2 separate regions of the Mus musculus genome follow, and region 1 is linked to region 2. The links are chromatin contacts, called in public Micro-C maps. All regions are on one chromosome and are shown on one strand. Each heading gives the region's core, a stretch centred on a gene start, on an enhancer-like site or on the middle of the called end of the contact. The rest is flanking DNA. Distances are from core to core; before and after follow the strand shown.

What was found. Hi-C and Micro-C count contacts between places; a contact is called where the count stands out from the background.
Region 1: a Micro-C map of palatal mesenchyme shows a contact between it and region 2, with 1.8 times the contacts expected there. The contact joins two enhancer-like sites. A contact is called at or near these places in 1 of 15 datasets of contacts at CTCF or cohesin (large pre-B cells), 5 of 484 Hi-C or Micro-C datasets (bone marrow-derived macrophages, cerebral cortex, epidermal suprabasal cells and 2 more) and 3 of 115 datasets of contacts at active chromatin or transcription factors (embryonic stem cells, fibro-adipogenic progenitors and large pre-B cells).

Annotation. Positions count from the first base shown.
Region 1 is chr13:63,185,801-63,189,053 of GRCm38.p6, reverse strand. All of the region lies in intron 7 of Aopep (aminopeptidase O), which reads right to left. Among named protein-coding and RNA genes, the nearest start is that of Gm30409, 55 kb to the right of the region's middle. Within about 2 kb of position 1,748, at least 153 of the 459 cell types and tissues checked have an H3K27ac peak or open chromatin away from gene starts, as enhancers often do. A contact at or near this core is called in palatal mesenchyme, where this site is marked.
Region 2 is chr13:62,921,795-62,925,421 of GRCm38.p6, reverse strand. No RefSeq gene overlaps it. Among named protein-coding and RNA genes, the nearest start is that of Gm40981, 5.8 kb to the right of the region's middle. Within about 2 kb of position 1,766, at least 6 of the 459 cell types and tissues checked have an H3K27ac peak or open chromatin away from gene starts, as enhancers often do. A contact at or near this core is called in palatal mesenchyme, where this site is marked.

The DNA.
Region 1 (3,253 bases), core at 499-2,998, 260 kb before region 2:
TTTTGCCAGGGAAATCCTACCACCTGTAGTCTTACTAGAGAAGAACACCTTCTCAAGGTCCAGCTTCCCAGCCCCAGGGTGAGGCACTCACTACAAGGTTCTCATGCTTCTGTGCTCAGAACTGAGACTACTAAAGGGGAGGAGACAGTGATGCAAATCTCTGTTCACTGGCTGGCTTCCAGCTCCGGTTCCCAATGACACCTTTAATGGCTGTTTTTCCTTTTGCCTAGAAATGACCTTCCATAAAACACTCCTCTTACAATTTATTCTTCCCTCCTCTCCAAATGAATAATTATTTAAAACAGTCCTTTACGTTGACAGGATCCCTAGCAGGGATACAAGCTCTCAGAGATTCCTGTTAAAGTGGACATAGGGCTAAAGCGAGCAGGGCACAGGCAAGCTCTGCAAGACTCAGGAGGAGGCTTTCAGGAGGAAAGACACTCCATCAGCAGAGACCACGAGCTTCTGTCTCTGGGATACCGCCACATGTCATGGTGCCAGCTCTATGCAGAGACACGATACAGAAAAGGCAGGAACCAAGTCTAGCCTGCCTCTCACAGTCACACAGAGGAAGCTCTCACACCCACCAGGTGCACATATAGATGAACCTTCCCACTTCTACTTCTGGAATCCCAGAACCCAGCAACACTGGCCTCTAGCTACAGATGGGAAGAGCAGACTCCTTGCAGAGGGTGAATGAGTAGTATGACTCCCTGGAGCAATCTAGCAACGATGTGTGCATTTTACTGCACATGTTTTATTTTAACTTAAAATGTTAAGGAAAAGCTGAGCATTCTAATGAATGGCTAAAGTCCCAGTATCTTAGAGGTTGGAGCAGGAAGAGACAATATGCAGCTAGGCAGAGCTACAAAGTGAGATTTTTCTCTCAAGAGAACCCAATCAGATAAATGAAATCCCAAAAAGGAAACTTTTTAAAAGTTAAGAAAACATGCAAATAAAACAGTATCCACTTTTCCCTCAGATCAGTGGACACATGGGTAGCAAAATGGAGTTTACAACTTTTGTGCCACAAAGGACTGGAAACAAATACAAGGGGGGGGGGCAGTAGAGGAAGTGGAGGTTGGGCTTGGAGAAACTTTTGCTTCTCTCACTGCAGACAACTGCTTACTACTATACTTCTTCTGTCCACTCACCCTCAACCTCTAGATGACAGAGGACGCTGTAGCAGCCACTCTGCAACCATAAGGTAGTGAGTCAGTGTACCCAGAGAGCAGAGGGGATAAACCCACGGTAAACCTTCTCTCTGGCATAAACTGAGCCCCACGTTAGCCCAGACTGCCTGCCTTCTGCCTGCTTCCTGTGTAAGAAACATATACACCATGTGTTGAGGTCAACTTTCCTTTACAGTCCATTATCCATACCCAGGTGCACACATGGCGGATGGAAAGCTGGGGTAGCACTAACAGCAACGTGGCCTGGGGAAGACCAGGGCCTCTGTGCTGTGAACTATGAGTCCTCTTCAGCACCCCGCCTCCCTTACAAGAACCTGATGAGGAAGGAGTTGTGAGGATGCCTATTAGGAGCTGAAGAACAGGGGTGGGTAGAAAAGATCATATACTCCAGGGCTTCCTCGAGAGGAAGGCCCTTACATAGCTCCGCAAAATCCTCAGGAGTGAGTCAGAGACTCTCTTTCCTTCTTAGAAGCTTTCTTTCCTCACTGCACAGCCTATGATGAAGTTCATATAACTAAAACCACGGTGTAAAAGCAAAGTGTTAGTCATGCTGCAGCTAGCAGGCTCCAGTTTACCCCTCTCCTGACATGCATGGAATGTGGGTGATCAAGTTACCAAGGTCGTCTGGGCTCATATGCTCTTGGTTTCTGTTGTACCTGGCACCAAATACAACAACCGAGGTGAACACGACCTTCCTCGACTCTACCCTGCCTCTCCTGCACACTCACAGAAGCTATCTGAATACTTTCTGAGTGATGGTTGTATCTGACGCATAGGGATTCCATTTGGAAAGGGGAGCCTTAAGAAAGGGCTGGTCCTTCTCAGCTATGATCAGGGGTAAAATTAAGAGAACGGCCTCTGTGAGGTGCTTAGTCACTTAGGTGTTTGGTTCTGTCTGACCTGCCCAGCTCACACAGATTATCTGCCAGCATCCCTCTTGTGCTTGTGGATGCCAGCTGCCAACTGCCACTATATGCTACTTGTCAAAGGTAGCCACCCCAACAAGGAGCAGAGCTTCATTTACACCCTAACTCTGAGGAAGTGAAACTCTTAAGTAGAAACTGCCTCTAAGTTCCATCTGAAATCCATAGGCACCTTGAAGACTAACAGGCAAAGTGCATGCTGGCTAAACACTTGGCTGTGAACACTGGGTGGGTGTGCCATGTGCAGCCCCATGAAGCAGAGTTCCCTCATCAGCAAAATCAAGAGATGGTGGCTGCTAAGACAGCTCAGTACAAGCATGGATGAACCCTAGTACCAACAGAAGTGCCAGGTGGAAAGTGGAGATGGGGAGAATGCTGGATAGATCAGCCAGAACGAGGAGATCCTGCCTCAGCGCATAAGGTACAGAGAGGTCAGAGAAGACACTCCAGAGGATGCATGTAGACAAGTGCTTTCACGCTTGCTAACATACCAACACAGTGCACACTATACTCACACACACACACACACCCCACTGCATACAAATGAAGCCTTAAGTCTTTGCAGCCTTTGTCTTTAAGCTGTTCTCTGATACCTCATTATCATCATCTCACAAAAAGGAGCAGTGAAATCCCAGTGCTGCTTAGAGCTGCAGGAAGTTGCACCCACCCTTCACCCACAGCTCACAGCACTCTGGGAAGAATGCACGGAACTCAGAGGTGAGGATGGACTATTTGGTTTTTGCAACACCTTTGTGTATAAAATGGCCAAAAGGAACAAAGACTTGCTGCCAGCTAGCACTTGCAGCGTCAATAAAGTGAACAGGGCAAACGCTGTGGACACTTGAACTAATATTGTGTGGGAGACTCTAAGCTTATCAAATAGATTTAACTGCGAGTCTAGCGAGTTTACTTGGAGGAGTTTCCTAGCAGGACCATTTGCCTGCATTAGATGCAGCCAGTGGAGTATCTATCACCCTAGTGCTGCTGACAAGGGCAATTGCTAAGATGACTTGGGGCAGAAGGAGGTGTGTTCAGAGGATCATGAGCAACACATGAAGGAGAGGTCACCTGCTAAACCAGGCAAGAAAGAACAGCTGGCAGAAAGGTGCAAACTCAAAGGAGTGAACACATTTTGAT
Region 2 (3,627 bases), core at 517-3,016:
GAGAATGTTGGGGTGTGCAATTTCTACCTGACTGTCTTTTGCTTTTTGGCTTCTATCAAGCACCTAGTTAAAACATTTTTTTTTTTTTTTACTTAGTTCTGAGACACATGGTCATCGTTAACTGGTTGTTTTCAACCGAGAGAAAACACTTGGGCCTATTTCAGTCTTGAGAGAGCCTCAGAAGATACACAGTATTTTAAAAGGTAAAGTAAGACTGCCTATCACTACCCTTCTGTCTCTCCCTGCTCTGTATAAGTCTGACTCCTATACGTCATTTGAAAATGACCCAATATATATATAGCCAAGGTCTTCCATGTTGAATGAAGGAGCTGTGAGGTTTACTTAGAGGCAGTAATAACCTCACCAAGCCCATTTAAGGTCTCATTAAGTTCAAAACCTGGGGCTTTAGAGGTATTGAAAGGGTAGGTAAGGACTTAGGGAAATGAGGCATATTCTCAAAGAAGCAGTTCAAAGCTTTCACATGTGGGCTGCTTGCTGTGCAAGCATGAAGACATAAGTTACCATCCTAGCAACCATGTTAAGAGCCTGGGCGTGGCCATGTGCGCCTGTGATCCCAGCACAATGGAGCTGTAAGCAGGAGGCTCATTATCACTGGTGTTTCCTGGCTACCAGGTTAGTTCCAGGTTCACCAGAGAGACCATATCAAGGACACAAGGCAGTAAGTGGTGGGATAGGATACCCCAAGTCCTCCTCTAGTCTCTGTGGGTTCACAGCTGTACATACACACATGCACATACCACACTTCCAGATGTCAACATTTTAGAAAGCAATCCTAAAACTGTTTATTACTGCTTAGTTAAGAAGGAACCAGAAGAAGAGCCGGGAACCTGAAATGCCCGCAAAGCTAAAGGACACACCGATGACAGGAAACACAAATAGCTGTGCCTTTCCGACTTCCAGAGCTGAAAAGGCAAACTCCCAGGAATAAATCTGGTTAACTATTTCCCATCATCTCAAACACCTACTCTGAGTTTTGAGCCACACAGAGCAGCCTGTAACCAAGGGTGGAGTTGAACCCAACAGGGCGAGTGGAATGTACATAATTCTTTCTCTCTGTGTTGGCCTCAGAAGCTAGGGTACAGTTTTACCCAAGGCTCATGCCAGACTCCCTGAAAGCATCAATGGATAAAATCTCTGGGTGGCAGGCCCTTTGTCCTTTTCCTACAGATCTGCCTTCCCTCTCCTTGCAAGGCGTTCCACTCATCTCTTTCCATTCCAACTGCACTGGAAGCACTTTTAACTTTCCCTCTAGTTTCCATGTGGTTTGCCCGAGAATGCGCTCTGAGAAGAGCCTCCCTGACCTTAGGCCTCTTTTCCCAAGACCAAGGTGACATTTTAGTTACAATATTGACTTAGTAGAGATCAAAATTGATACTTTATTAGTAATTTTTTCAATAAATCAGAGCCTGGACATCTGAAGGAGAGAAAGGAAAATCTGAATGTCTGAGTTCCTATAGGGCAGCCCCACCCCCCAACCCCCACAGAGGTAGTAAGAAGGTAAATGAAAATCTTTGGGTGGTGGCTGATTTACCACCCAAGGGAACACCCGTCAAGTGTGGTATTTATCCATGCGTAGTGTTCCATGCACTCCCCCTGAAATGTCCATGTGGCTTTGTATACATGTGTTTACAGGATGTGTAAATAAACATGAATGGAATATGAAACACATGGTCCATGTTTATAAAATATGCATCCATTTACGCTAATGAAAAATCACTTCCATCCAAGAAGAAACGATGCCGCACAGAAGTGCTGGTGGGAAGGGAGAGTGCTGGTCTTTCCACCCTCGTGCTTGGGGGAAACTGAGTCATCAATGCCTTTGTCATAAAAGGCAGGGAATTTGGCTTCTGTTGACATCAAAATGGCTTAAAGACACGTAAGCTGAAAAGAAAGCTTCCCTCTGGAATCGTTTGCACAACGGAGCGTTTAAAACCAGCTTCCGGCGGCCTTGTCACCTTATGTTCTCACGCATCCTGCTTTAGTAAGTGTTTCCAAGCTTCCCAGTAAGTCCATGTGCATAAGAATTGCTGGAAAGCCTGCTTAAAATACACATCTCTAGAGATTGCAAAAGTCACGTGAGTACCAGGAGCTTAACTTTCTACTAGCTGCTCACAGGCTCAGGCCAACTGAGGAAACCATTTGATTTTATCAAGTCTTGGGGGAATGGAAGGAGAATTCCACCCTTTTACAATTTGTGTGTGTGTGTGCCTGCTGTGTGTGTGCCTGTTGTGTATGTGTCTAATGTGTATGTCTATTGCGTGTGTGTCAGTGTTTGTGTGAATCTATTGTGTGTGTGTGTGTGTGTGTGTGTGTGTGTGCCTTTTGTGTGTGTGTCTAGTGTGTATGTGTCTAAGTGAATCTATTGTGTGTGTGTCTTCTGTGTGTGTCTATTGTGTGTGTGTCTATTTTGTGGTCTGTGTCTCTGTGTGTGTAAATGATGTAATTGTGTAGTGTTGTTATATACTAATACGAAATGGGGTGGGATGGGTCAGGGGTGCACAATAGGGAGGAAAACAAGTTTGTCTACTCCACATGAGCCTTTTCCAACTTCACTGGAGTAAGCAGGTCTGAGCTTGCAGAGCTCAAGCAGCTGCAATGCTGGCTGCCATGAAGTCAGTTCATGCAGTCACAACTGCTATCAGTCCAGACTCCAGCCCTGGTGAAGTGCATTTTGAATTAACCTACGTGTTGTGACTTTGAGGTGCCATTCTAAGTGATATTAAACGACATTGCAAAAAAAAAAAAAAAAAACCACACTACATGTAATGGAACCTACTCATGAAACATTACCATGTATGTGTGATCTAGAGTTTGAGGAAAACTTTGGGCTACCTAGTGAGACCCTGTCTAAAAACAAACAAACAAACAAACACACCCACAAAGTAAAAACAAACAACAATATCTCAAACAATAACAAGAAAGCTGGGTGTGGAGGGTTATGCCTCCCAGTGTTAGGGAAGCAGAGGTAGGTGGATCTATGTGAGTATGAAGTCAACCTGATCTACATAGTGATTTCCAGGATAGTCAGTGCTACCGAATAGAGGATCCTTTTATCAAAAGTCCAAAAACAGACCAAGCAAAAATACAGTACAATGTAACAAAATCCTAAAACACTCAAAATGAAAACTATTTTTAATAAATTCCAGCTTTGCTTTGGATGAAGAGGAAAAAAAGTGGGGGAGAAAGGCAGAGGTCAGTGGGTATCATCCATGACACGCCCACCTCCCATGTCAACACATTCTGTAACTATACTGCAGTTTTCGAGTTTGGAAACTGACCTGATACAAATTAAATGCTGTAGAATCACAACTTTACCTGACCTCCTCCATGTGAGCGCGTGCGTGCGTGCATGCGTGTGAGAGAGAGAGAGAGAGAGAGAGAGAGAGAGAGAGAGAGAGAGAGAGATTTCCTCTCATGCACATATTTACATAGTCATTCCGGCCACATATAATCAAGATGCAGAACTCTTCTCTCACCCAGCCACCCTTCCATCTTCCCCATTCCATTCTCATCTCTAGAATCAACCCACTGGTCTACTCTACACCTGAGTGACATTTTTCTTAAGGTATTTTTATTTTACTCTAGGTGTACGGGTGTTTGCCTGTG